Linked DNA regions of Mus musculus: region 1 is linked to region 2. A link is a contact called in public promoter capture Hi-C data. All regions are on one chromosome and are shown on one strand. Each heading gives the region's core, a stretch centred on a gene start, on an enhancer-like site or on the middle of the called end of the contact. The rest is flanking DNA. Distances are from core to core; before and after follow the strand shown.

What was found. Promoter capture Hi-C pulls out the DNA fragments that hold promoters and counts their contacts.
Region 1: a promoter capture Hi-C map of the HPC-7 cell line shows a contact between it and region 2. The contact joins the enhancer-like site here to the promoter of Aldh16a1 in region 2. A contact is called at or near these places in 16 of 39 promoter capture datasets (3T3-L1-derived adipocytes, the C10 cell line, the HPC-7 cell line and 11 more), 9 of 484 Hi-C or Micro-C datasets (B cells, CD8 T cells, Sertoli cells and 5 more), 17 of 115 datasets of contacts at active chromatin or transcription factors (the 230-238 cell line, the SCID.adh cell line, bone marrow-derived macrophages and 12 more) and 3 of 9 other capture datasets (adipose tissue, liver and pancreatic islet).

What each region holds. Positions count from the first base shown.
Region 1 is chr7:45,387,688-45,390,605 of GRCm38.p6, reverse strand. The region is part of intron 4 of Snrnp70 (small nuclear ribonucleoprotein 70 (U1)); the gene reads left to right. Among named protein-coding and RNA genes, the nearest start is that of Snrnp70, 6.6 kb to the left of the region's middle. Within about 2 kb of position 1,470, at least 11 of the 459 cell types and tissues checked have an H3K27ac peak or open chromatin away from gene starts, as enhancers often do. A contact at or near this core is called in the HPC-7 cell line and bone marrow-derived macrophages, where this site is marked.
Region 2 is chr7:45,152,558-45,155,859 of GRCm38.p6, reverse strand. It overlaps Aldh16a1 (aldehyde dehydrogenase 16 family, member A1), which reads left to right and starts at 1,324. Exons shown (of 17, transcript NM_145954.2): 1 at 1,324-1,468. The coding sequence starts at 1,379. Pih1d1 (PIH1 domain containing 1) reads right to left here and starts at 1,557. Exons shown (of 10, transcript NM_029406.4): 1 at 1,320-1,557.

The sequences.
Region 1 (2,918 bases), core at 221-2,720, 230 kb before region 2:
TCTTGTACTGTACTGAGTCTGTGTGTTTTCTCAGATATCTCATACTCCCATATTCAAACCATCAAAGCACCTCTCCTAATTTCTATGGGATTTTGTCTTCCCTAAGACATGGCTTTTCAGATGTGCAAGGTGTTTCCATATGTTGTTACTCAGTTTGTCTTTTGCACCTGAGCTAGGGTTCTCTAAAGGAACAGCACTGATAGAAATGGTGTGTGTGTCTGTGTCTGTCTGTCTTACAGGCTGTGGTCTGGCTAGTCAAACAATGACTTTTTTCAACAGGAAGGCTAAGAATTTGTTAATTGTAAAGTCTATGTTGGAATCCTGAAGAAGTAGGCTCTAATACCAGTGAAAGAATGCCTCAGCATCAGGGTGGATACGCCTGGCAGGAGACTCGGGGTGGGCAGGCAGGCAGGTAGAAAGCTTCCTTCATTCATGGTTTTGTGAAGGTTGCCAACAAAAAGTATGACCCAGATTTAAGTTGGGTTTTCTTACCTCAAATGATTAAATTCAGAAGTCCTCAAAGGCATGTCCGGCTTCTGGGTTTTAGTTGATTCCAGATTAATGAAAGTTGTCAACTAAGATTAGCCATCCCAATACCATTTATTTTTTCCGCCCAGCTTGTCACAAAGACTTGTCCCTGTTACTTGCTAAATGTCATAAAGCAAGAAGTTTCATGTCCAGGGCCCTCTTAGCTTAGACAGTGCTTTAGTATTGTGTCTGTCTTGTTCACTTGTCTCCCCAGCCCAAATTTTCTTAAGGAGCTTTCTAAAGACAAGTACTCATTTCTCCCTCCTACCCTCAGCATAATGCTAGTCTCGTTCTGCTGATCCAGGTGTGCCTTGCACCAGTTGAAGAAAGTGGGAGAAACCTTATCTTAAACAAAAAGGGGTAGCAGAAGGGGACTCATCAACCAAGCAAAACATTGAGTTTGATTGGATTGGAGTTTAAATGTGTGGTGTATTTAAGTATCATTCTGATAAAGCCCCAGTTGAGGGATTGTAGATGAAGTTAGAAATTAGTCATTAACGATGGTATTGTGGTTTCAATTTATTGAAATGTATTGAAGATCAACATAGCAAGCTCTGAGATGTGACTGAAATTCCCAAGTTAGATTGGGGAATGTAGAGATCAACCAAGTTAGGCCCCATGTTGGTAATTGAAGCAGGTTCATTGTACTGTCCAAAATAGAACAGAGGATGGATCACGTGCAGTAGGGTATCTGTCTGTGCTCACTGACTGTAGAAGCTTGCTGTCCCCTGTCAAAAGACCGCTTCTATTAAAGGAGAATCCCTTTGCTGAGCACTTGAAGTCCTTCATGTTATGAACTCCTGGTGACTTCTGTGTGCAGCAGGAATGATTATTCCTGTTTGCAAAATGAAAAACAAGTAGGCTTGCCTTGTCGAGTTGTAGAGTATCTTATAAAAAGGGGAAGTTTTGAGATTTCGTGCCAACTAACGGGAAGCCTAGTGAAGTTTTCTAGCTTTGAGGCTTCCTGTGTCTAGTTCTGTGTTAGGGTCCTGACAAGCGAGTCCTAAGTTCAACCTTGACACACATGCACACTTAGGCACTGACTGTAAAGAGAAAGGAAAAGGGGACCCTAGGATTGAACCCTGCCTCGGGACAGTTAGTGGGACAACTCCTGGGATGAGGTCGGCAATGTTGAGGGGCATCTCTTGAGTAGAGGTGCAGTTGAAAGTCTTAATGTCTTGAAGAGCTCTCTTCTGTCACTGTATTAACAGCCATGCCCTTATGATAGAAAGGACCACCATCATGGCTGATTCTTTGGATCTAGTTTGCCTGTTGGTAGTAAAGTCACAACTGATAACTGAAGAAACCTGCAAAATATCAATGCCTGTGATGTGTCCATATGATAAGCAATCTGTAACAAGGACCATTTGACTAGACTGCTTAAGTATAGGCATTGCTTTGGCTGCCAATGGGAGGCAGAAAAAATAGTCCTACTTTCTGGCTCAAAGACCCTAGGCATGCCTGATATTCTTCTAAATTGCTATGATCTTGAGAAAGGCCAAGATCTTTATTTTACTTTTTTAAAGATTTATTTATGTACACTAGAAGAGGGCATCTAGATTCCATTACAGGTGGTTGTGAACCACTATGTAGTTGCTGGGCATTGAACTCAGGACCTCTGGAAGAGCAGCTAACTGCTGAGCCATCTCTTTAGCTTCCCCTGTGTGCCCCTCCCCCCTTATTTTAAAATTTTCAGCATTGCATTCTGTAGTTCAGGCTGTCCTCAAAATCTTAGCATTCGCCTTTTTCCCACTTAAACTTTTTCTATCTCTTCTATGATCTCTTTTATTTGACACTTGCAGCTATATTCTAAGGATTAAATGAATGAGAGAGCCAGGACAGCTAATAAGATGGTCACAGAATGTGTAGCACTGGGGTATAGCTTCCAGTAACCCCACACCCCATTAGGATTGCTTAATAGATTCTTGGTCTTTTTCTGAAGACTTAATACTTGGTGTCCAAACGGAACAGGGTTTTGATAGTTCTCTGTACCAGTTGATCTTGGTCATTTGCTTTTAGCACTAGCCCAGGGTCCCTGCTTTAGACTATAGGGTATGGAAGAGAAAATGTATCCTTAACTGTCTTCCTTCCTTTTTGAGACAGGGTTTCACTATGTAGGCCAAGCTGAGTTCTGCCCCCTTAGTACATAGGCCATCACACCCCACCTATCCTAGACTCTGGTTCCTAGTCTGAGGTCTGAGACTGTTTGCTATCAGGCTTCTCCCTGTGCTTTGGTTTCAGTCAGTTTGCCACAAGCTAGCTCAAGTCATCCCTCCAGAGAGATTGCATGAATTCAGTTACTGCTCAGTTCACCTTGCACTGCATATGGCTAGCCAAAGTATATAGTTCTAAAGTGGCTTTTAGGTTTGTCACAGCCATCGGTTTGACGT
Region 2 (3,302 bases), core at 75-2,574:
ACCGTTAAGCCCACCTCAGCGCCCTTCATCCAAAGCAGGCACCTACAGGGACCACTTGTATGAAAGAGCTGAAGCCACGCCCTCCTAGCCAACCAATCAAAAGTAAGGACTGAGGAGGCCTGCGAAATGACACACTTCCTGAATCAATAAAACCTACATATCTGCCCTTCCCAAACCTCAGAGGTTACAGTACAGAAAGGATTGCCACTCTGAGAACTTTAGTATCTCCTGCTCTTGTCTATCATGAGTTAGGCTCTGGGTCTGATCCCACTCAACACACACCCAGTCTCAATGCTATTAATCGCCCTTTTTTGAACATAATTAATGTTTTTGCTTATAAAGAAGTTATAGAGGCAGAGGAGGCTGGAGAGATAGTTAAACGGCAGAGTGCTGACTGCTCTTCCAGAAGAGGAGAGTTCGATTCCCAACACCCAGATTGCGACTAACAAAGCCCTGTAACTCCAGTTCTAGGGGGATCTGTCGCCTCCTCTTCTGGCCTCCTGGGGAACTGCATGTACATGATGCACAGACAAGCAGGCAAAATACTCATGCACATAACAATAATCTTTGTTTGCTTCTTTTAAAGAAAGAAAAGCATTTGGGGTGGAGAGAAGGCTCAGCAATTAAGAACACATGTTATTTTTGGAGATGTCTGGGGTTAAGCTCCAAACAGCCACAACTGTCATGAGGCTCTCTCCAGCCCAGCGGCTGCATCGCCCTCTTCTGGGCTCCACAGGCACTGCAGACACATAGTGCAAAGACATACCTCAGGGCTGGGCGTGGTGGCGCACGCCTTTAATCCCAGCACTCCGGAAGCAGAGGCAGGCGGATTTCTGAGTTCGAGGCCAGCCTGGTCTACAAAGTGAGTTCCAGGAGAGCCAGGGCTACACAGAGTACATACAAAGAAAGATAAATATTTTTTTAGCCAAGTGTGCTGGCACACGCCTCTAATACCAGCACTCGGGAGGCGGAGATAGGTGGGTCTGTGAGTTGAAGCCAGCCGGGTCTACATAGTTAGATCCAGGGCCTCCAGAGCTCACAGTGAGACTCTGTCTGAAAAACAAAATAAAACAAAACAACGAAAATCTATTTTTTCTAAAGAGTCAAAGTGACAATAGCCGAAGGCCTTCTGCCAGTGCGGGACCCCACCCACCCACCCAACCATGTCTGTTCTCCCCGAAACTACATTTCCCAGCATCCGCCCATAGGCCGCATCGCGCGGCTCTAAAGTAGGCGGGTCACGTCCTATATAGCTCGCTTCCGGGCCCTACGGTTGGCCCCGCCCCTTTGATTGGAGTGGGCGGTGCCGCCCTTCGGACCTCCAAGTTCCTCTAGGTAGACCGTCCAGCAATCCCTCGCGGAAGGCTCCGGGAGAGCGATGGCGGCTACGCGTGTACAGCCCAGTACCCGGGAGATTTTCACGACGCTGGAGTACGGACCGGTGCCGGAGAGCCACGCATGCGCACTGGTGAGGGCTTGCCCCGCGGCCGCTGCTGCCTCCGAGTCCTCTCGGCCGCTTGGGGCGCGCGGGCTCCCGTCATCCACTGCGGCCTTCTCGGAAGCCCCGCCCCTCTGAGCGCGTGATTTCCCCTACAGTGCGGAAGCCTGGGCTGGGCGGCTGGCGGTGGGCGGCGATGGTTGTCCTCGCGGTTTTCGTTTACGGTCCCGAACGCCGCCGTAGTGTTTCCCCAGGACCCTTCAGGAACGGGTGGTCACTAAATCCCCATACCTCTCGCGGTCCTCCTGAGTCTTCACCTTGCTAGATCGTGGTTCCTTGTGGCCCCCGGCACTTTGGAGGCTCGCGGGAACGTTTAGAACCTCAAGTTCGTTTAGAACCCCAAGTTCGTCCAAAACTTGCTATGACTGCTCCCCTTGTTTCAATATCCTTACGGTGCTCTGTGATCTCCTGCCCCTTCGAACGTCATCTGAGTTCTCTTGACCCTCCTAGCCCATCCTATTCTCATTCTCCCTCTCCCCCTCCCAAGTTTAGTGGATTTCTTTGGGAGATTTTCCTGTTTTCGTACTTCATTTATATTATTCCTTTAGAGCCTCCTGGCCCAAGGCTCCAGAACCCTCTTGCAGCCTCATCGGAATGTGGTAGGGTTCCTGGGATTTTCTTTAAAACCAAGGACCAATCAGAATGCCCAGGGTCCCAGAAATTCTTCCAGCATCCAAGCAGGTATTAGGAGGTTGTAGAGTCTTTAGACTCTTAAGAGGAGTCACCACACTACAAAAGGACTCCAGCTTTGGAGGGACAGCATAAAACACTCTATAAAGTTTAGAGTGTTGATCCCAAAGATACAAGGAGAAAGATCACTGACCCGAAATCATCACGGCCAAAGTAATTTAAGCAAGTAATTAATTAAGCTAGCTTTTTTTTGAGGACACAAGCTGCCTCCCCAATAAGCTTTGGTTCTAGAAGTCAGTCCTGGATGTGAGAAAGACAAGGTTTTTATATATAGTTTGTGGATAGGGGGATTTGGCCACCAAAATAGTTGAGGTTACAGGAGCAGAACATACACATTATAATAACCTTCTGTAGTAAAGACATTATTGCAAGGTGTTCCTAAAATGGTAGCCATAACAACCTTTTGAAACAAAGGTAGGGTTGCAAAACAATTATAATATCTTTTTAAGGGCTGGTGAGATGGCTCAGTAGGTAAGAGCACCCGACTGCTCTTCCAAAGGTCCAGAGTTCAAATCCCAGCAACCACATGGTGGCTCACAACCATCCTATAACGAGATATGATGCCCTCTTCTGGAGTGTCTGAAGACAGCTACAGTGTACTTACATATAATAAATAATAAATAAATCTTTTAAAAATATATATCTTTTTAAAACCAAGACATGGTTGAAGTTTTCTGGAACAGGCAGTGCAGAACCATTTGTACTTAAGGTTACAGGTGGGACATAACCCAATCTTGAGAAACAGGTTTAATCAGAAACAGGAAAGAAGCTAGTTTGTCTTTAAGAGGCTTTCAAGCCTAAGATGGAGGCAGACTGGTTCATCAAGAGATGTCACCAAGATGCTGGTTAAGAGTCGGATCCCGGGCTGGTGAGATGGCTCAGTGGGTAAGAGCACCCGACTGCTCTTCCGAAGGTCCGGAGTTCAAATCCCAGCAACCACATGGTGGCTCACAACCATCCGTAACAAAATCTGACTCCCTCTTCTGGAGTGTCTGAAGACAGCGACAGTGTACCTATATATAATAAATAAATAAAATCTTTAAAAAAAAAAAAAAAGAGTCGGATCCCGCTGGCAGTGGTGACGCACATCTTTAATCCCAGCACTTGGGAGGAG